2 separate regions of the Drosophila melanogaster genome follow, and region 1 is linked to region 2. A link is a contact called in public Hi-C data. All regions are on one chromosome and are shown on one strand. Each heading gives the region's core, a stretch centred on a gene start, on an enhancer-like site or on the middle of the called end of the contact. The rest is flanking DNA. Distances are from core to core; before and after follow the strand shown. Region 1 holds the start of ebi. Region 2 holds the start of smo (smoothened).

What was found. Hi-C and Micro-C count contacts between places; a contact is called where the count stands out from the background.
Region 1: a contact with region 2 is called in a Hi-C map of the Kc167 cell line, with 1.8 times the contacts expected there. The contact joins the promoter of ebi here to the promoter of smo in region 2. A contact is called at or near these places in 21 of 107 Hi-C or Micro-C datasets (the D17-c3 cell line, the Kc167 cell line, the ML-DmBG3-c2 cell line and 8 more) and 3 of 6 datasets of contacts at active chromatin or transcription factors (the Kc167 cell line and the S2 cell line).

The regions. Positions count from the first base shown.
Region 1 is chr2L:412,582-416,644 of dm6, forward strand. ebi reads left to right here and starts at 2,486. Exons shown (of 3, transcript NM_057981.4): 1 at 2,486-2,865; 2 at 2,931-4,063. The coding sequence starts at 2,808. AP-2alpha (Adaptor Protein complex 2, alpha subunit) reads right to left here and starts at 2,196. Exons shown (of 9, transcript NM_057471.6): 1 at 1,862-2,196; 2 at 815-1,073; 3 at 1-77. The coding sequence starts at 878.
Region 2 is chr2L:275,526-280,014 of dm6, forward strand. smo (smoothened) reads left to right here and starts at 2,057. Exons shown (of 6, transcript NM_078719.4): 1 at 2,057-2,338; 2 at 2,405-2,798; 3 at 3,118-3,599; 4 at 3,660-4,280; 5 at 4,345-4,489. The coding sequence starts at 2,301. It overlaps CG17078, which reads right to left and starts at 2,709. Exons shown (of 4, transcript NM_001272883.2): 1 at 1,434-2,709; 2 at 1,214-1,378; 3 at 1-972. The coding sequence starts at 1,617.

The DNA of each region.
Region 1 (4,063 bases), core at 1,236-3,735, 140 kb after region 2:
TTTGTCTCCTTTAAATTTGCTTCGTATATTGGCCAACTCCTTGTTTATGCGTTTGACTTCGGCCTCTTTGCTTTTGCCTGTGGGCAAATGGGTGAATATTAGTATAGAAATTTGTGTCTTATGCGGGTATAAGGGAGATTCACAGTAAAACAACAGTGATTCGTCTGCGGAAGCTTCGCTTTCCTTTCCACCCCGCGATTGATCGATCGGAGAGACGACTTCACACCCTTCAGCTCTCTCCATGTCGCGGATTTTCTCCGATTCACATAGGCGTCAATTAGTACCAGTCACCGATCCGCAGCGGAACCTCTGCTCTCCTATATGTTGTCCACAAACCAGAAACTAGTAACCGAGCATACAGCAAACAACGAGCTGTGATAATAATACCATACAGTGAAGCGTCGGACTCTTGCGCACACACATATGCACGCTTCGAAGTACTACAGTAAGTCATCAAACTATCAAAATTGTAAGTATTTATTAATACTGAGAGGCAACCGATTCACATTGATATAACTATTTGCTGTGTTGTACCCATATATATAACTATATATATAACTTTCTCATATCTTTCTAATGTAACGACTACGAAAACATTTACATAGGAATGGAGAAGAAAAGTAGCCAATATTTTGTAATTCATCTGGCAGAGAGCTTACTGTTCCTGCGTTTTTGTACCGCCCCACGTTTTTGTCAGTGCGCTGCTCCTGGTAATTGATCAAGTAATGGCGCTGATTCCGCCCCTATGGAAAATCTCTTGTTGCGACCCGCTCAATTGGATTTAATGCTGGTTACCCAAGAGATCTGCACTTACAGTTCCTTATATCCGATATAAAGACGGCCAGGCCTCTCATGCCATCCCCCCGCACCGGCGCCATGGTAGTTAGCTTGTTAATTTTCGCTGGTTTTATGCAAACTGGGGGCGCAAGAAAATCGTCAATGGATGGCGGCCGAGTCTCGAGGCGTTCTTATCGCTCGAACTCGACGTCGGACCCTAAGATATATAGTTGCTCTCCGCTCTGGTTCTGCAAAGCTCTTTTTACTTCGATTGGATCTCGGCCGTTCCTTGGGACCTGAAAGGGGAAACGATACTCTATTTATTGTGGGTTGTGGGAATGGGAAAACTTAGTATTATGATTACGTTTTAGTATTTGTGTTAACAAACGTATATTATTCAAACAAAAGGTATTTTGGATAACAATTTGTATTTAGCCAGGGAGTAGCTTATTGTGCATGCCAACACATTGATACAGCTTCTATTTTGAAAGTCCGTATTGCAGTTTTACTTTTGATAACGAAAACGCCACAAAATATGTATGCACCACACATTTCACTGAGCATCAAGCGCTGATAACGATTTATATGTATAAAAAATCCAATGTTTAATAAACTCAGAACTTTTAAACGGTAAATAGTGGACTACGTGATTGATTTTCCGGCCAGTGCACCCAATGGCTGGCGAACTTTGACATTTTCTGGTGGAAGTAGAGTGTACCCCCGCATTTTTGGCAACCGATTTATTTTCAACTTGGCAGCGTTTTGCCCGTTGATAAAGATTCTGTGACCTCGCTCGCCCACTTTTTATCGCCTGGCGAAGTCGATGTGCACTTGGGCATTATTATTTGGATTTGCGCGACCACCGGCTTTTGTTTCTGTAGTATACTTTTTACTTTGCTTTCCGTTTCGTTTTATTTTCTGTTTTTCACTGCGCTCTTCGGTTCTCTTCTTTCTTTGCTTTCATGTCACGTCACTTTTTTCACCGCTGGATGACGAGGGCGTTTTGCCCAAAAAAAAAAGCACCGAAGAAGCCTCCAAAAACATTAATGGGCGTATGTTAGCTGTTCTTTTTTTTTGAGCTTACTTTTCCGATTTTTTTTACTCGCCAGCGGACAAAATCGGTTAGCGTTGCGGAATTTCTGTGGCGGAGCAGAGAGAGTAATCTCTGACTTCTGAAGTTGGCTTCGCTTGGAATCGGAATCCGGGGTGTTGGCTGCGGAATGTTTGACCCTGCGTGTTGCACTTTATGGAACTCCAACTCGCTGGAGCTTCGCCTCGCTGATTTGCCGCTAATTTGTTTGTTAACTATTACCAAGTGCAGGGCAATTCACTAAAATGAAAATTTCTATTGATTTTTCTTCGCTCTCGCTGCCTAAGAGTGGAGCCATCTAGCGGGCGCGGGTGGAACGATTGGTGTGACCAGTAGAGCGTTGGGTTGAAATACAATGATTACTTCGAGGGATGGGTACACAGGGATGGACGAAGAGAGACGACAATTCGCTTTAAGAATTTTTTACCTTTTGCTCCAAGCAGAAATCCAAAAATATCTTCTTAATTGTTTTTATGGCTAATAAATTTCCGTTCTATCCTTTAAGGTAACGCTTGGTGCAATACAAAAATATGACTCAAATTTGATTAAGTTGTTGTCAAAACTTGTGACGTCACAAAACACAAGGCTGCGCAACCTCTCGCAGCGCACACCTTGAGATTACTCCGCCATTTTTTTGCGCGTTTCAGAAACGCGTTTTCGATCCCTCGGTTTTATTTGTGGAAAAAATATGTGAAGTGCTCTTGCGGCAAGCAGCAAACTGGCAGAATTGAAAACACAGGACCGACCAGATCGATCCAAGTACCAGGAGTAGCACCGGATACCGTGGCTTGCGCCGAAGTGATAAGCGTGCCGAATGCAGACGCATGTGTTACGCAGCACAGTTCCGATTTTCGCACCGTAAAAACATAATTGGCATTGGAGATAGGAGTGGATTTTGGAGTGCGCTAGTAGTAGGAGAAGGAGCCAACCGCGTTCCGTCATGAGTTTTTCCAGCGACGAGGTGAACTTTCTGGTTTACCGATACCTGCAGGAGTCGGGTGAGTAAAACCCTCCAATCGCAAGATAACAGCCCGCCCTAATCTCATGCAATCCCGTTTTCTAGGCTTTCTGCACTCGGCCTACGTGTTTGGCATTGAGTCACACATCTCGCAAAGTAATATCAATGGCGCATTGGTTCCACCTGCCGCTTTGCTCACCATCCTGCAGAAGGGTCTTCTGTACACTGAAGTGGAGTGGAGCGTAGGCGAAGACGGCGAGGTGGCGCGACCCATTGAAGGACTCTCTCTAATAGACGCTGTCATGCCGGAGGTGAAGCCACTCAAGCCCATTGTGAAAACAGAGCCGGGAAAACCCGGGGCAGTCGACTCTTCTGCCCCTGCCGGTGGCAACCAGAACAACAATGCCAAGCCTGAGATAAAAATAGAACCGGGTACCGGAGTGGCGGGCTCAGCAGGTGGAAACAAAATTGCTGGCAGCACCACGGGCACAAGCACACCAACCGATCAGTCGGCAAGCGAGGTAGACTCCAGTGGAAATGCGGCAAATAATGCTGGCGGCACATACGCCGGAAACAATGGAGCTGGAGGGAACCAGGCCAGTACTGGAGGATCTAATAGCACAAGCACACCAGCTGGTGGAGATTTGGCAGCACCTGGGGCAAGTCAAAAGAAATCCCAGAACTCGAATGAAGCGGGAAGCTCATCTAGTGGCAATGCAGGCAATGCAAATGCTACCAGTACCGATGATGCAGCCTCCTCAACATCCACAAATGGCAATAGCAGCACTTCCAGCAGCGTAGAACAACCTACAAGCGGGCTGACGCCCGCTGGTGGAACTGTATCAACCTCCAATCCGGACGCAGCAGCATCGGGCGGAGCTTCGACTGCAACAGGATCAAAGGCGCCAAGTGGAGCGGTTACGATTCGCGTAGGAGCCCAAGGAAACAACGTGCAGTCTGGTTCGTCCAATGCTCAAAGCTCTGCTCCCAGTGGAACCATCTCCTCGTCTACCAGCGGAGGTGCTGGGACTCCCGCAGCTCTTGTTCCCATGGACATTGACGAGAACATCGAAATACCCGAATCCAAGGCTCGTGTATTACGCGGCCACGAAAGCGAGGTGTTTATCTGCGCATGGAATCCTAGCCGGGATTTACTGGCAAGCGGTTCGGGAGACAGCACTGCTAGGATATGGGACATGTCCGATGCAAACACTAACTCCAACCAGTTGGTGCTGCGC
Region 2 (4,489 bases), core at 807-3,306:
TTTCGGTAGCCAAGCGCTTCTCTAGAGCCCGGGGATCGATGGACATAAGCAGCTCAAAGTGCTGGTACAGCACAGCCTTGTCAAAAATATATGGCCAATTGTCCTTAATGGCCGTTATATCTGGGATCTTTTCGCTGTTATTAAAAAAGGAGCGCTGCAACGGAAAGCACTCTTTCATATATTCGATTATGACGGACTGTTCCAGTGGGGAACTGCCTCGGTAGCTGGAGATTAGTAACTCCTTTTTGTGCTCCAGATCCCTGTTAAGAGCCAGCGATTTTGCATCACCATTGGAAGCACCACCTCCGAATTTTCGTTTTTTATTAGGGATGTGGATCTCAAAGGTTCCCGAGCTGCCGCGTTTCTGGGGTTTGTTTAGGGCATTGTTACGGTTGATCATCTTGGATATGAGCGATTGCGGAGTGGTGGCTATAAACTGTCCCTCGCGGTCTTTTTCGAGTAAGGAGTCGGGGTACTTTTCAGCCGCCTGTTGGGCGACCTGCCGGAAAATCCGTATGGGAATGTGGGCGGATATTTCACGGAGAGCCTCCACCAAAACATTCGCAAGTGTATTCAACCGCTTGCCCAAACTCCCCTTTCCCTTTAGTAGTTTCATTATGTCCCCAGGCACCTTGCTCCAGGGTATCGAGAACTCCTTGAATAGAGCAGAACTCTTTGCACTTGATGGCGTTACGCTGGACAGTGACATGGTTTCGTCATTAGAGACCGTCGAATCGTTCGGGTTCGACACAATACTGTTGTTGGCATAGAAGCTGGGATCCACCGAGCTGCCGGCGCGTTCGGATCGGTTGAGGGGCGATGGCGGAGGAAGCACCACATACTCCTCCGACTCGGCGAGGAGCATCAACAGAATCTTCTCCTTGGCAGCGAACAAGAGCACGTCGTCCTCGCAGATCTCGCAGCCGTTGCTCTCCAGGACAATTGTGTTGCCGCACAGGCCGTATTTGTGAGCTACCGAATACAAATATATTATTGATATAAATTAAATAAAATATGTACAATTATTTAATTTCTATCCTAGATAAATATATCACCCATTGATCAAATTTATATTTTTAAATGCAGAAATGCTCTAAGCTTAAACCCAATAGATTCTTATTAAAGACTGTCTACTGGTTAATAACTTCCAACTGGGCAACGTTCATTCGGAATACTGGATGAATAGATACCCAATTCGTCGGACGTTCCTTACCTTTGTCGATTACATCCTTTCGAGTGGGCAACGACATGAAGGTCTTCTTGATCTTGCGATCGGCGCTGCATATGGTAATCAATACTTTGTCAGCCAGCTCGGTCTTCGGCTTGCCCTCGTCGTCGTCCTTCTGGCTAGCATCAGTGGAATGTGTCGGCTCTACGGCTAAAAGGTAAACGTTAACCAGGAAACTAGACTAGCTTCGAGCAAGTTTGCTAACCGGGGGCTTTCTCACCGCAGCTCTCTGGCTTTTTCGCTCCTCCTGTTTGTACACCATTTTCGATTGTTGTTGCCTTTGCGAGTGCGACCGGCGCTTGGTTTGCATTTTGATTCGGACTGATCGGCGCCTGCTGGGTGCTATGATCGCCGCCGGAACTGGCGGGCGGTGCGGGGGCAACGTCCATGGCTTCTATTTGCGTTTGCGCGACTCCAACCAAGCCCTGTTATCCGTGTTTTTGGACCGTGCCGTGAAATAATATTGCAGAATAGGGATGTAAAAACTACATCGATGCTTGGTGCGCTACTATCGCGGTGTTATCGATACTCCGCACCCAGTGTGACCGTCGAGCGCATGGCATAAATAAATAAGCCAGCGGCCAGCATTGCCATATAGTCAAAATGTTGCGGGGAACACCTTTTTCGTTTGCTGATGCATTTCTACATATGATCATATTTCTTATTTTATGTTGATGTTATCTTATGTTACGATCGAACAAAATAAATCCGATTTGTTTGCATATCATTCGACTTGTTGCAGCTATGACCGATAATAACCGATGCCGACCGATAACATGCAAATCTCGCTGACCGATAACATGGGTATATTTAAACTGGCCCTGAATGGTCGCACATTTGTTGCTTCAGCTTCACGTTGAGTCGCGTTTATTTTTGTTTTCCTCCTTGGTTCTTGTTTTTTTTTTCTCTTTTTTAAAAACACTGCAATCCTTCAAAGGGAACAATTAAACCAGGATATCCCGAGTCCAACGAAAGCGCCTTCACGATGCACTGACGAACCGCTGAGCAAGAAACGGGCATTCAGCCCATTAAAATTCACACAAGGCAGCTATTTAATGATTTTTATAAGCGGATGCAGTACTTAAACTTTCCGCGCATGCCAAACATTATGTGAGTGACTCGCCTCTGGCAAATGGTGTGGGCAATTAAAATAACTTGGTTATTTACAAACCGCAGGATGTTCCTGGAGGTTGCGATCTTATGCCTGTGGGTGGTCGCAGACGCATCGGCCAGTTCGGCCAAGTTCGGCAGCACAACGCCCGCAAGTGCGCAGCAGTCGGATGTGGAACTGGAGCCCATCAATGGGACTCTCAATTACCGACTGTACGCCAAGAAGGGCAGGGACGACAAACCCTGGTTTGATGGCCTAGACAGCAGGCACATCCAGTGTGTCCGACGTGCCCGTTGCTACCCCACCTCGAACGCAACCAACACCTGTTTCGGCTCAAAATTGCCCTATGAGCTGAGCAGCCTAGATCTCACCGACTTCCACACCGAAAAGGAGCTGAACGATAAGCTGAACGACTACTATGCCCTGAAGCACGTGCCCAAATGTTGGGCAGCTATACAGGTGAGGAATCTTAATAACATCTAATGTACCTAATGATTTCAAAAGGTGGGGCCGAGTCTGTATGAAAATACAGATTGTCGCATTATTTTCTGATAAGGAGGTGCATTAGAAACAAGTTAAGCGCACAACTGTGATTACTTAATTACGCTTTGTGTTCAAGCAGTGAAAGTAATATGTGAATTGCTTTATCTTGGGAAGATTCAGATATATATACATATTCAGTTGTGGCTCAAGGTTTTCTGTAGATATTATAGTATTTCAAATCCATTTCTTCAATATTCCGGATTAGCTCAACACACCCATTTTTACATGTTTATAGCCCTTTTTGTGCGCCGTCTTTAAGCCGAAGTGTGAAAAAATCAACGGCGAGGACATGGTCTACCTGCCATCTTACGAGATGTGCCGAATTACCATGGAACCCTGTCGCATTTTGTACAACACGACGTTTTTCCCAAAATTCCTTCGCTGCAACGAAACACTCTTTCCGACGAAATGCACAAACGGAGCACGAGGAATGAAATTCAACGGAACTGGCCAGTGTTTAAGTCCTTTGGTTCCGACAGATACGTCAGCCAGCTATTATCCTGGCATCGAGGGCTGCGGCGTGCGATGCAAGGATCCACTCTATACCGATGATGAGCATCGGCAGATCCACAAACTGATCGGATGGGCTGGCAGCATATGTCTTCTGTCTAACCTTTTCGTGGTGTCCACCTTCTTCATCGACTGGAAGAATGCCAACAAGTATCCGGCAGTAATTGTGTTCTACATAAATCTTTGCTTTCTAATTGCTTGCGTCGGGTAAGTTTTGAGCACTATTTTGCATTTGTATTCTTAATCAACCACGTATTTACTATGCAGCTGGTTGCTTCAGTTTACTTCTGGCTCGCGAGAGGACATAGTATGTCGTAAGGATGGAACACTTCGCCACTCAGAGCCTACAGCCGGTGAAAATCTTTCTTGCATAGTGATCTTTGTGCTGGTCTATTATTTTCTCACCGCTGGAATGGTTTGGTTTGTGTTCCTCACCTACGCCTGGCATTGGAGGGCCATGGGCCACGTCCAAGATCGGATAGATAAGAAAGGTTCCTACTTTCACCTCGTGGCGTGGTCACTACCCCTTGTGCTTACCATTACCACGATGGCTTTCAGTGAGGTGGATGGAAATAGTATTGTGGGCATCTGCTTCGTAGGCTATATCAATCATTCTATGAGGGCAGGACTACTTCTTGGTCCGCTCTGCGGGGTCATCCTCATTGGTGGATACTTCATCACCCGCGGCATGGTGATGCTTTTTGGACTGAAACACTTCGCTAATGACATTAAATCAACTTCGGCGAGCAACAAAATCCATTTGATCATCATGCGCATGGGAGTCTGTGCTCTGCTCACTTTAGTTTTCATACTAGTGGCCATTGCGTGCCACGTTACGGAGTTTAGGCATGCAGACGAATGGGCCCAGAGCTTCAGACAGTTTATAATGTAAGTGTAAATACTCGTTTATAACTTTTTCCATACGCCTCAACTAGATAATTCTTTTGTTTAGCTGCAAAATTTCTTCAGTTTTTGAAGAAAAGAGTTCCTGTCGAATTGAAAACCGACCTAGTGTTGGCGTTCTTCAATTGCATTTGCTGTGTCTATTTAGCTCTGGAATCGTAATGTCCACCTGGTGCTGGACACCTTCTTCAATT